Linked DNA regions of Mus musculus: region 2 is linked to region 1. The links are chromatin contacts, called in public Hi-C maps. All regions are on one chromosome and are shown on one strand. The core of a region is the stretch at or near the end of the contact, and the rest is flanking DNA. Distances in the headings are between cores, read along the strand shown.

Region 1 (6,773 bases), core at 1,710-4,209:
GGTAATGACTTAGTACCTGTAGTGCCCAAGGCCATGTACCTGCTCTGTCAATGAGCTACATCCCCGTCTTCGTTTAATGACTTAGAAACAAACAAGCAAACATGAAATAAGGATTACAAACTGTTAGAAAGCAAAGTGGACCCCAGATTTTGGAGTTGTGGGATTCTTTCTTACTCTTCAGCTTGTTCCTTCGTGTGCCTTCTCCCATTAAACTCTGAATTACAAAGTGATGGCCAGTCCATTAGGGCTGATGTGGGGGTGGGTGAGAATCATAGCTCATGTAGGGGAGTGTGAGGTTAGAAGTTGCCACCGCATCCCTTCACACAGTCCTTTGGAAAAAGAAGTGTGGCTGTGGTAATACGTTTTCACATTTCTATAATTATTTACCGTATACAAAGCAGCCTGAAGATATTAACCAACTTATTTTTGTTGTCAAACAGCCCACAAAGGAGGAATTAACGTTTCTGTTTTCAAGATTAGGAGAGCTGGCTCAGTGTACAAGCTCCCCCAAGGAATTGTCAAGGACAATTGACAGAATCAGGTTTAAATCCTGTCTTTGACTTCACAGGACTAGAGGGAGGCCCTCAAATAACAAGAAAACAATAAGGCAGAAGCAGTTGTTCAGGTGCGGGTGAGGCCAGGTAGGTGGACAGGTACAAATGAGGCTGGCGAGGTATAGGACAATAGGGAGTAGAGGAGACTGTGGCATAGGACTGGTGAGCCAATGCCTTGGTTGTGGGAATCTTTGCTGCTTGCTGAAATGCTAAACTAACCTTTTTTTGGGATAGAAGTTGAAAATATAATTAGACAGCTATTTATTAAGTGCCTAGTGTGTAACAGACACAGGGAATGAAACAGTGAATAAGATGTTGAAATATCTCTATATTTGATGTGAACTTATCCAACTCTTAAGTGTTGAGAACTAATATAAAATTTGGAAACATTGTTCAGACCAAACAAAACACATCTGTGGGTTACATTTGGCATACAGGCTGCCGCTTTGTGACTTCTGTCCAAAGGCTTCGATGGTGCAAGTGGACCAGGGAGAAAGAGTTAGCACATCAATGCATATTTGCTTAAAAAAACCTCACCAGAAGAGATCTTCTTTTTTCTTTTTGTGCATACTATATTATACACATGACATTCATAGAGCTTTCTCATTGCATTATAGATACTTAAAGAGATATTACTTATGTTCATTGGGTATGTATGTGATAGAGAGATATTACTTATGTTCATTGGGGTATGTATGTGATAGAGAGATATTACTTATGTTCATTGGGGTATGTATGTGATAGAGAGATATTACTTATGTTCATTGGGGTATGCATGTGATAGAGAGATATTACTTATGTTCATTGGGTATGTATGTGATAGAGAGATATTACTTATGTACATTGGGTATGTATGTGATAGATATATTTTTACTGATGGGTATAATTAGAAAAAGCTGACGACTACTGGGATAGTTCAACCTTGAAGTTCTTTCATTTTTGATACTGTGATACATTCTGATACAAGATGGGCATGCTCACTGATTAGAGAGCGGAAGGAGGAGAAACAGGGGCGATTGAGCCTGGGCCGATTGAGAAAACTGTGCAATAGTTTGTTTCAAATTCTGCTAATCACAATTAGTCCCACACAGATACCTAACTACAAAGGAGGCTGGGGAGATAAGCACAGTTTAGCTGTGTGACCGGGAGAAAGAGGAAATGGCTTTTGTCAGTAAGAGGCAGTCTTTGCCCCTTAGAGGAGTGAGAAGAGACAGGATTATGTGTGTTGAGAAAGAGTAACACTCCAGTGGGGTTGTCCTCTTTCTTAAGTACTTTAGAAGGACAAGGTGGCCCAGTAAGGAAGGATGCTTGCTGTCAACTGTGACGGCTCGAGTTTGATCTCTAGGACATCTATAATGGAAGGATAGAACTGATTCCTGCAGTCAGGTTATCCTCTGGTCTCCAACGTGTATGCTGTGGCTTTTATGCATGCACCTACCCATACCCATCTTCCTCACCCCCACCCCTAACACTCTCACAGAATAATCAAATGTTAACAAAGTAGAGCTCAGGAAATCTTCAGCTGCTGGAAAATAGTAGGATCTGGGCCTAAAGAGCTTTCCTGGGCCACAGGGTAGAGCTCTGGACTGAGACTCAAATGCTAGGTTCTGGTCTGGATTGTGTCTAGACCTAGTTATGTTTTTGAATATAGTTTCCTTGACCTTTATGCTCAACTCCCTATTTATAAATGCCAACCCAATGCTAACCTTGTATAGCTGACACGGTTGTTTTAAGAGCCAGGTATAACTACATCATGAACATTTTTGAGAAAAGAAAAAGATTAAAATGAGGAATGAGCTCAAACTGCAGTTAAAGAAAATTAGGTTAGGTTTTAAAGAAAAGTGAGGAAGGGAAAAATTTCACCACAGTACAACAAGAGAAAAAAATTGTTTTTTTGTAGAATGTATAAACAGCTAAGAAATCATCAAGAAAGGATTTTGAGAATAGCAAAAAGAAGCCTCAGGCACAAGGACCCTGTGCCTGAGACACAAATTTTGGTTCTACTTCTGTATGTAAATTGTTGTTTGAGTGCTGAGGGTGTAGTTCAGTGATGGAGCACTTGCCTAGCATGCGCAAGCCTTGGGTTCTATCCTCAGTATTGCAGCAAACAAATAACCAATCACATAAATACCTAGGTACTTAAACTGCTGTTTGATGGAGTGACTATTAGAATTTCAATACAAATATGCACATGTAAAGCTGCATACAACGAGAGTCTGGTTGTTAAAAGGATTAGAGCCTTTAAAACAGAAGTCAAGAAATACCTTATATCAGGGGATAGAAAACATGTCTCGAAAATCAGCAAGACTCCAACTCATCACAGGTCCAAGGGCAATAAAAATATGAACTGCAAAACACTCACTCTCTAGAAGCAAGGCCACATAGGGCTGCCAATAGGAGTATTTCTCTGGTCAGACACCCAGGCCTTCAGAGGCTGAGGCCATGATGTGAAGGGTCTGTCTACTGCTTGAGCCAGTGGAAGACCTTGGTACTTGGGCATGGCTTTGCAGTCATGAAAAATGTAAGAGCTATGGGACTCTGGAAGCTTCCACCCAGATTCCGAAGGGTCACAGTAACTGCTGGGATTCCTTGACAAGGCCATGCGTGAAGCTGTGAGGGGTAAGGCTTAAGATGCAATGGAGACCTAAGGAAGTTTGGGATCCCAGGAACATATAACATCAGCTAAGAAAACCAGCCCCAAAGACAGCCTTGTGAATTGTGACAAATGAAGCCACAGGGGCTGGGCTGTCATGTCTTTCAGAATGCACACCCCACTACTGCAAGATTGATGTTGGACAAAGAGCAGAAAGATCTATGGTTTGCCTTGTTGGGCCCTGGTCACACCTTGGTCTGGTATCTCATCTCTGAGTCTCCCCACTCTCTGGGAACACAAATGTTTGTTCTGTGCCATCCATCATATGTTGGAAGTAGATGCCATTTTTCCTACCTCCCTTTCTCTCTCCCTCTCTTCCTTCCTGTGGGTCAAATCCAGGTCCTCACATGCTAGGCAAGTTATTGAGTCATCTCTGTTCTACACACACACACACAGACACACACACACACACACACACACACACACACACACACACACACACACCACACTATCAGATTTTAGATTTTGACTTTTGAATAATGTTGGAACAGCTAAGACTCTGGGAACTTCTAGAGATGGGCTAAATGCAATTTGCACTATAAGATACCCATGAGCCTTTGGGAGTCAGAGTCAGAATACCATGCTTGAATATGAAATGTCCCCATGGGCTCATGTGTTAAAGGCTTGCCCAGCTGCTGGTGCTATTTCGGGAGGTGCTAGACACTTTGCAGGGCGAGTCCTAGCTGACGTAGTTCCCTGGAGGCATGTCCTTAGCTAGATCTCACTATGGTCCTTCTTGTCTCCTCTTCTGATTCTCAGCCACTATGAGCTGAGTATCTCATGAAACCTAACATTTTTTCATGGATATCCTGTAGTCACCTCCCCACAAGCATCAATGTCCAGTAGGCATCTCAGACAAGTGTTATAGTTTTCTTTGACTACAAGCTTTCTACTGCAGTCTTCCACATCTCAGGAATGAAGGCAGCTGCTCTAGGCATCTTTTCTTCTCCTGTTGGGTGTGTTCATGTTGGTGCATGCATATGTGGGTCAGTGTGCGTGTGGTTGTATGTGCACATGTGTGTGTGTGTGTGTGTGTGTGTGTGTGTGTGTGTGTGTGTGTGAGAGAGAGAGAGAGAGAGAGAGAGAGAGAGAGAGAGAGAGAGAGAGAGACACTCTAGGGCCAAACACAGATTTGCACACTCTCAAGACAAGTGTTTTTCTAACCAAGGAATTGCTTCAGCTCTGTAAGTCTTCTTTCTTTTCTACTTCTAGTTAGCATCCCACTGGCCCTTTCAAAATACTCCTCATCTCTCCTGCCCTTAGCCACACCTTAGCAAGTTATCACTCCTCTCATTTACCCAGGGCCAGGACTCCTAAGGGCTCTCTGGGCCCACTCTTGCTTCTTGCCATCTGTCTTAAGGTTATCATTCCTGTGATGAAACACCATGAACAAAGGAACTTCGTAGAGAAAGGGTTTATTTGGCTTATGCTTCCAAATCACTGTCCATCATTGAAGGAGGTCGGGACAGGAACTTGGAGTCAGGAGCTGATGCAGAGACCATAGAGGGGTGCTACTTACTGGCTTGCTCTTCACAGCTTGAGCCTGCTTTCTTATAGAACCCAGGACCACCAGCCCAGGGGTGGCCCCACCCACCATGAACTGAGCCCCCCCACATCAATCACTAAGAAAAAAAATGTCTTATAGGCTTGCATACAGCCCAATATTATGGAGTCATTTTCTCAATTGAGGCTCCTTCCTCTCCGATGACCCTAGCTTGGGTCAGGTTGGCATTAATCTGGCCAGCACAGTATTTGTTATTCACTAAGTGTTCAGAGTGAACTTCTTTCTTTCCTTCCTTTTACCTTCCTTATCACATTTCCTTCCTTACATTAACCTATGGGGATTCTGATTTGTAGCCACTCAGTTCATCTCCTGCTGGTCCTGTCCGCTCTTTGCCACAGGACTGTGGTTATTAGCACTGCAGCTATTTGTGCTATGTGCTCACAAGGTGAGCTTCTCTTAAGGCTATTGCTCTTGCCCTTCTGCTTGGGGGCATCACCTTCCCTGTTTTCTTCTGGTTCCTTCTTTGTCTGCATTGATCATCCACTCTCACTCCAACTTGACTTAAAACACTTCTTATTGTCTGACATAACTTTATGCCTTTACTTGGGGACTTTTATCATTCTCTGCTAAGATCTGAACTTATAAGTACATGGACTTTTCCCATTTCACTGTATTTGTTGGGGGCTATGTTCTTAATCAATAAATATTAACTCAGTGAATCAAGGTGGTGAAATTGAGCATAGGACCTCTTTGGAGACTCATCTCCCATGGTTAATAATCTCAGCAAAGGGAGAAAAGCTCCCTTTCTGGGGATTTGGGTCCGATGGCTGCGGTGATCCTAGACTATCTTATTTAGTGTTGTAGCACCAGAGTAGGACATAGACCTCTGACATCAGATGTTAGCTGTCCTTGCCTTACAACCCCAGTCAGTTTCTAGCATGGTGTGTGTGTGTGTGTGTGTCTGTGTTCCCCATTTCATCTTTATAGAGGGTGCTTAAATACCCAGGGTGTGGATCTGGCTTCTTCCCAAAGATACTTGCTCTTGCAGTTGGGGAATGAATAAGCAGATTCCCCATCTCCTGGTGACCAGATGCCAGCCTGTACACATCAATGCTGCTAGCCCTGATACACTCAGGAGGACTCATTCTCCTTTCAAAGGGGCCTCTTCCTCTACTCTGCACACAGAAGAAGCACAACAGATGCTACCTCCACTGTTTTCTATGAGATGCCTTCCTGCTTCCTCTGGACATGAGCTTTGGGTTGGATCTGCAAGGAAATGGAGACGAATGTGCCTTAAGATTCCTATCCTTTTTCCTTATTGGCCAGGGCATATTAGGTTTTGTAGGATGACTGACTGGCAGAGATAGTTCAGAGAGTGGCATTAAAATGAAAGCATCATTTTTTTTCTTACCCAGTAGCAACAATTCCGCAATCTGATTCTCACAATGATCTTGAGATAAGTACCGATTTTACAAATGAAGAAATTGACACAGGTTTCCAAATATATGTGCTTGCCTCATAAAGGCTCTTGTGAATATAGTCAGGCACAGGGGAAAATAAACAAATAATTTTTCCAAATATTTGTCCTATCTCTACCTTAGTTCATTCGAGAAAAACCTCTGCTAAACTGACTGTAAGGTAACAGGTTTAATATGGACATCCGGTTTAGAGGTATTGTTTGAACACTACTCCTGTGGAGGCATGCCAAAAGGTCATCTCAACCCAGTTGGGGGACCCAAAGAAGGACCAAACTCAGGACACTGTCAAATCCAGCTTGGTGAACCAATGAGTTTTATTGGGGTTACTTAAAGGAACAGAAATGACTCAAAGACACTCCAAGCCCACTCCAGCATGGGTGACAGCTCACAAAAGCTGAATGCACAGTCTGTAGGCAGCTCAAATTGGAGTGTGTAGCTTTCAGGCAATTGTGTGGTCTAAGCCTCCTGCATGTAGCTTGGCTGGTCTAAACTTCTAGGCAGCTTGTCTTGTCTAAAGCAGCCCTGTAACAGTCCTTACTGTTTATGTATGCCCCAGAAGAGAGGGGCAGAGAGTATCTGGTCAG
Region 2 (6,773 bases), core at 2,005-4,504, 280 kb after region 1:
CAGGCTGATGTTCGCCATGATGGATGAGGGCTCCTCCAAGAACCTGCTAACAGCTCCGAGCACCTCCTCTGAGAGGACATTTGAAAGCTGCTATCATGGTGAGATTCAGACTCACATCTGTTTTTCATGCCTTTCCATAATGGGAATTGCATTTGCTTTCCCGTTGCTGCAAGAAGGGAAGGGCACAATCTAAAATTAGGAATCCTGGTGAACAGAACGTACACTTGTCCCTCAACAGTGCAGGTTGGCTTCTTATTCTTGATTTATTCTAGGAGAAAAATATTCTTAGCCTAAGGGTCAGGGGAGACAGCTTGAGGAAGCAATTGTAGAAGTCAATTGGAAGACAGGAGAATGAGGGCGGAGGTAGGAAAGCCATCAAAGTGTGTTTATTGCTAATAGATTATTCCAGACTTCCTCTCTTAAATGGGGGAATGTGTGGAAATCTGCTTGTTCATTGTGCAACATAGCGAGTTAAAAGGGGCGGGGGACCCAGAATTCTTAAAGGGAAAAAAGCCAGGGAAGAGTGAAGCAGGTGTTTCCTGCTGTCCAGTCCTCAGAGGAACACTCAGCCCTGGGAGGGAGCTTTCCACACCCTGAAAATTAAGGAAGCCATACTTTTCCATCAGCCTAATTTAGTGGTCAGACTCACAGTCACCAACACAGCTTCTTCTTCCCTCTTTCCCCGTCTCTTAGCCTCAGAGGTGTGAGAGACCAGTGAAACCTCCATTCTCTGGGATCCTTCTTGCACCTGGAATACATAGCAACTATGGAATCGGCTTTTTGAACGTGTAAAAGGTAGCTTTTGGTTTTGAGAATTCTCCTTTCTGTTTTGTCTATTTATCTTCTGGGATCCACTGGTAAGAGCTTTTCAGTTTCTCTGTGTCCTGGGTCTTATCTGCTTTAAAAACAAACCACAAGCAAACAAATCCCCCTAATCAAAACAAACAAACGAACAAACAAACAAACAAACTTGCCCATATCAATCAATTTTTATTTCCTTCCTTCCTTCCTTCCTTCCTTCCTTCCTTCCTTCCTTCCTTCCTTCCCCCTCCCTTCCTTCCTTTTCTTTCTTTCTTTTTTTCTTTTCAATTTTTGTGTTGAATGTGAATGTTTGTATCCATGCCTAATATACCTTTCTTTACCTAAAAGTAAAATAAGAGGTAGACCCAGTTTTGGGGTGGAATATAGCTGTGAACTTGTACACTACAATCCCTAAAGTTACCGAGTCCTTTAGCTGAGCTCCTCTAAACCCACTGAGCAAACTAAGATACTCGTGACTTAGAAATATTTACGTTACATCCCTCTGGTTGTAAGCTAGGTCTCTTTAAGTATTTGTGAGCTTGCCTACGCTCTCTCCTTTATTCTTTCTCTCTTCCATCCGACCACTGTGCATTTCTCTTTTTCCTTCCCAACTGTGAGTAATCCAGGAGAAAAAATCATGTATGTGAGTGGGTATCATGGACCCTCCCAAATTTAAAAACAAAAAGATTTACTAGTTCCCTTACACATTTTTTTTAAGACTAAGGGAGAGTTTAAAAAAATGAAGCAAAGGATGAAGGGAACGAAGAAGGAAGAAAACAAAAGAGGATGAAGATGAGCTGGGGCATTGGGTGATGTAGAGAAAACACCATATATCACCCAGATGTTTGTCTACAGTGCCCAAACATCAGGCTTTGGGGAGACAATCGGAAGACACAATGCTTCTTTCAGGGCAGACAACTGCTCACAGCCCCATGGCCTCTCTCCCTGTGAGTGTGTCTATCCCTTTCAAACCTTTTTGTGGTCAAGTTATAAAGGCCTGTTTAGTAGGTGGGATGACGTCACACTGACCACAAAAGCTTATATTTCCTGCTACTAAATACACAGCCCCTGCTGACGAAGTGGTCATTACAGAGCTGGCTTGTTCTGTCTAGGTCACTCAGAGTGGGGACAAAGGCACTGGGGGGAGGGGGCCTGTTGAGAGAGCACAGCCATTATTCCCAAGTGTGTCTGCTGGCCTGCTGATTCTCATCTTGTTGGAACTAAAAGATGAAAATAGAAGTCCCTTTGTGCTTCCTGGGGCTCTTTCTCAGGAAGGATGCAGGAGCATCCTGGGCGGCCACATGGTGGAGAGAAAGGAACAGATGAAATCCAGGTCGTTGATTCTGATCTCTCATTTCTATGCAGAGTGATTCCATCTCTCTGCCTCTGAGCACAGCAGTCTCCATTTTACAAAGGAGAAGAGGATTTTATGCAGGAATCGAATGAGATCACGTGTCTGACATTTTATTTTTCCAATGTAAACATCATTTCTTTCTTCAGGGTTCTTACAGTACCTGGGACACATGGCAACTGTGCGTTCTCCTTTTTGAATGTGTAAAATATAGCTTTGGGTTTTGAAAATAAAATTTTGGTTTATTTTCCAGGAGTAACTAGTAAACAGCATTCTCTTTGTTTTTGACTGTTCCATACATCATACATTTCTATATAATGTATTATGTTTATATCCACCATATCACTCTCTTCTATACCTCTTCGTTAGCTCTGAGATTTCTTTTTTCCCACCTAATGTCCCAGTGTCTACACTATTAAACAAAATAGCATCCCATCTTCCAAGGATTGTCGATAGTTATTAGGCCCTCAGGAAGAGATGAGAGCTTTCTAGGGAGGGGAGCAGACACATCCTTTATCCATGGTGGGAAGTTAAAGGTTCAATCTTATGTGGGTTCCTTGTGACGATGTCAAATCTTGGTGGCAGTGTTATAGACTTAAATGAGAGAGGAAAATTGCCAAGATGCCATCTAAGAAGCCACACCAAGAACTCAGAGAAACAGAGAGGGAAGAGAAAGGATCAGGGAGATACCATGGAAGCAGTGGTCTTGTGTTGGGTCTAGGAATGTGTAAGATTTCAGTGTACAGCAGTAAATTAAAGGTGACAAGGTAAGGAGCCACACCCATGAGCCCCTAAGTGTCGCCTGACATTACAGCAGCACGCAGCGTGTTCAGTGTCAGTTTTTTGGCATTTGAACTGCAGATGAAACAAAATTACACAACTACAACTTCTAAATATTTCCCACAATCAGACTAATTTCAACATTGACAGAAGCAGAAAACCACTGTTTAGCCAAGATCCTACGGAATTTTCCTAGCCTCAGCTCTGAGCTTAGACAAAGAAGGGCTCAAATTCCCCCACTTTCCTTTCTTTTAACCACCCCTCTGTCCCAGCTTGAAGGACTATTATGCACAGGACTACAACCCCAAACAGGACTTTGACACTCGTCACCATGGTGATTAGAGAAGAGATTTGTTGCTGTTTTCCATGTAACAGGTGATAGGGACAATTATCTGCCTAACCAGCTGCCTAACCTGGTTGTGGACCAAGGTTATTTAGGCTGGTTCCCTATGAAAACAAAAACTTGAAAACCTTCCATGTTCCTTTTACCCTCTGGGTCTACCATGCATCTACTGGGGATGTGTTTCCTAGCAAGGCCCCTGGCTAACATTAGGGGCCTCTCTTAGGAGCCTCTGTTAGGTCTAACACCCCATGCACCCCTGTTCTGAAGACGTGGCACCCGCTGTGTCTCAGCAGTTCCCCATAAGCTGCCAGCCCCTGGCACAGACATTAGCTGTTAACTGTGTTTCCCCTGGAATACCCTGGATGAGCTGCTGACAGGGACCACAACTACTGTTTGCATTTCCTAATTTAAAAAAACAAAAACAAAAACAAAGTGTGTGTGTGTTTGGCAATAGAGGAAAGTCAAGTCAGGCAGGCAAGTTCAGAGTCCAGCCATAGGGGAGAGGGTCCTGGGTCCCCTCCATTGAAGTGTTTGGGGGAGAGCAGGGTTCCCAGAAGATGAGGTGACTTTCAGAGAAGGACAGCATCCCTGTAACCCCAGGCACATCTCTGAAAACAGAGCTGAGAGAGAGTCACAAGTTGGAGCATACTAGTAAGCTAATAAAAGTGTTAAGAAGTAAGACAACATAAAAAAAAAAAACTGATAACTGGAACTCAGGAGAAACAAGAATTCTGAAAAGGATCCTGAAGACTGTTGGCTGAAGCCAAGTTAACAGTCCACGATATTATTACGAGACTCAGCAAACCTAACACTAAAAGAGCATTCATTACCCCAGGGACAATGCCAGAAGGAGATCAGCTCCTGAGAGAACTGTGTGGGTGGAACCAGAGAGCAAGAGTTGAGAGTGGGACAAAGGACTGGAGTTACAGCTTGAAGAAACTGGGGTCTGCATTTAGAAAGATAAGAAGACAGAAGAGGTTCTCATTTAAAAAAAACAGGACATGTCTGCCAGAGACACAGGGCTCCTTCATTCAATGTAAACTCAGAAAAATAACACACTGTATTCACACATATAAAACATATGCATTTCTTTTTAAAAAAAAAATGAAAACAAAACAAAGCAAATCAACCAACCAAACTCCAAACAACCTGGAGGCCATTGGTCTAAGACCTCAGAGTGATGATAACTTATAAAACCTCGGGATGGAGAGTGTGTCTCTTAATTATTTCAATTGACTATATGAAATTACTCATACATTCATTGTCTCCAAAGAGATAATCAGAAAAATGCTAACAAAAGGACACCTTTGCACTGTTTTTGATGCTGCAAGAGACTCTGCTGCTATTAAATAATGTTTTTCTGAGCCCCAGCTTAAGTCTATCTCTCGGTCTCTATCACCTATGCACCATCTTTAGAGAAAAGAGTATCTTCTCCATGATTACGGTATCATGAGTCCTTTTTTTCCCCTTTATGATATTAAATGTAACTGTTAAAAAATGAAATGAAAGAAAACCCAAGTCTTCATTCCTAGATGTGATTTCCATTCTCCAGAGCCACATTCTTGACTGATTTTTTTTTCCCTGATTCACATTTGGCTGAGCTAACATGATTGGCTCTTTTGAATTTGGAAAGATACTTCTTCACTGACCCCAATAATCTGTTTGTTGATTTTACTCAAACTAATCTATTGACTGAATTTCTTGCCCTTGTTTTCAAGTGGAAAGCTAATTATACAGCCTATGTCTGTGTTATAAGAGGTTTGTAAGTGTACGTTCATTAGCTTGAGACCAGTTTTCTAGAAAGCTTGTGAGGTTACAGCACTTCAAGGGCAGAGAAAAGGAATAGCTTGGGTGATGCCCAGTGTAAATGTCAGATTTGAGAGACTCTTGTGGCCAAAAGAGTCTCCCTGACTATGAGGCTTCCCAAAGGCAGATGTGAAAGGCTCCCATCTGTCTAACCCCCTGTTGATCTCTACTACCCTGTTGTCCACAGCACCTTTTTAAACTTGCAGCTTAAATACTACCCTACTTTTTCTTAGAACTATGGGGATGGACCTTACTCCATTTCATTATTTTTCAAGTAGTATGTGAAAGTTATGCATACTACATTATGCATACTAATTTATGCACAACCTACATTAGCATAACCTACACATGCCAACTGAGTGTGTGTTTCATGGTCAGCTTTGAACATCATCCATGATTACAGAGTGTCTCTGACTCAGACTTGAAGACCTACTACTTATGTGGCTGTCTACTGCTATCAAATTCAGGGCAATGCCAACACCAAGCCTTGCTTTGTGCTTCAGGTGCTCTGGAGAGTGAGACCCATATGGTGGTCTAGTGCCCTCTTGTGGATTTCAAACTGAGCGTTCTGAGCTTTGGCGTTACTAGTAGGATCACAGATTTCAAAATGCTGCTACAAAGCACAAAAATAATGCTTGCCTTCTTCCATTAAGAACAGGACAATGCTCTTATAGAGCTTACCCAGTGGTGGTAAATTCATTGTACTCTGAGCCACTAAGGGACCTTTGGAGTGTGCAGATCAGTTGAGTGTAGGAGTTTAATAGGACCTTTGGACTCTCCATACACAGTATAAGCCAAATCAATGTTCAAAACCTCTCCCCCAACTTGACAATAACCCCCATTTTGTCTATTCACTGTTGTCTGAACTTACGCATTCACCGGCTCCCAGTCTGACTCTGTTCCAAGTAATTTCACATATTTAATCTGAAAGCAAGAAAATTAGAGTAATAGGACAAGTGATCTCAAAAGCTGAAAATAATTCTCATGGGAGCAAATCCTAAATGGCTCCAGTGAACCACAGATGGATGCTGGAGATGTTGGTCTACCATAAAGAATAGTGTATTGGTGATCAGCATTGTATGACAGTGGGGCTTCTGGTCCCTTGTTAGTCAAGAAAAAATGGACTGGTTGGGGTGTGTAAATAGTCCAGTACATTGGAATATGTTATTTTTGATAAAATTACTAAACTTTTAGGGGGTTCACAAGTTTATCTGAGAACATCTTTCTGGTGCTGATCAAATAGCTCTAGTGTTAAGTCATCTCGGGTATTCAATTCAGAACCTTTCTGGTGCATTTTACATTCATAACTATCATAGCCACCTCCAGGAAATCATAATGTGTGTGTGTGTGTGTGTGTGTGTGTGTGTGTGTGTGCGTGTGTGTCTATGTGTACACATATGTGTGAAGTTGCATGGCTCATGCAAACCCATTTTGATAACTTTTCAGCTTCTGCCTTTCTAGATTGTAATAGGACCATTGGCATAATCCATCTTCCCTTGTATTATTGTCTGTTAACTGCTTTTCATTACAGCAAACCTCTTATACCTCCATGCCTAGCTGCATCTAGAGTCAGCTCACAGAATGGAGAGCTGTGTGCATTTGCTTAATTCTGATCCTGTGACATACAGTGACCATATAATCACCTTTACTAAAACCCACTACTCACAGCACTGAGAAATGAATTAAAAAAAA

What was found. A called contact is a pair of places that touch in the nucleus more often than the background predicts.
Region 2: a Hi-C map of the G1E-ER4 cell line shows a contact between it and region 1, with 2.3 times the contacts expected there. The contact joins two enhancer-like sites. A contact is called at or near these places in 4 of 484 Hi-C or Micro-C datasets (the G1E-ER4 cell line, the HL-1 cell line and muscle stem cells).

What each region holds. Positions count from the first base shown.
Region 1 is chr1:72,985,247-72,992,019 of GRCm38.p6, forward strand. The region is part of intron 1 of Gm31137 (a long non-coding RNA gene); the gene reads left to right. Among named protein-coding and RNA genes, the nearest start is that of Gm31137, 3.8 kb to the left of the region's middle. Within about 2 kb of position 2,960, at least 2 of the 459 cell types and tissues checked have an H3K27ac peak or open chromatin away from gene starts, as enhancers often do. A contact at or near this core is called in the G1E-ER4 cell line, where this site is marked.
Region 2 is chr1:73,269,072-73,275,844 of GRCm38.p6, forward strand. It overlaps Gm29185 (a long non-coding RNA gene), which reads left to right. Exons shown (of 5, transcript XR_865539.3): 2 at 4-98; 3 at 694-795. Among named protein-coding and RNA genes, the nearest start is that of Gm31344, 91 kb to the right of the region's middle. Within about 2 kb of position 3,255, at least 9 of the 459 cell types and tissues checked have an H3K27ac peak or open chromatin away from gene starts, as enhancers often do. A contact at or near this core is called in the G1E-ER4 cell line, where this site is marked.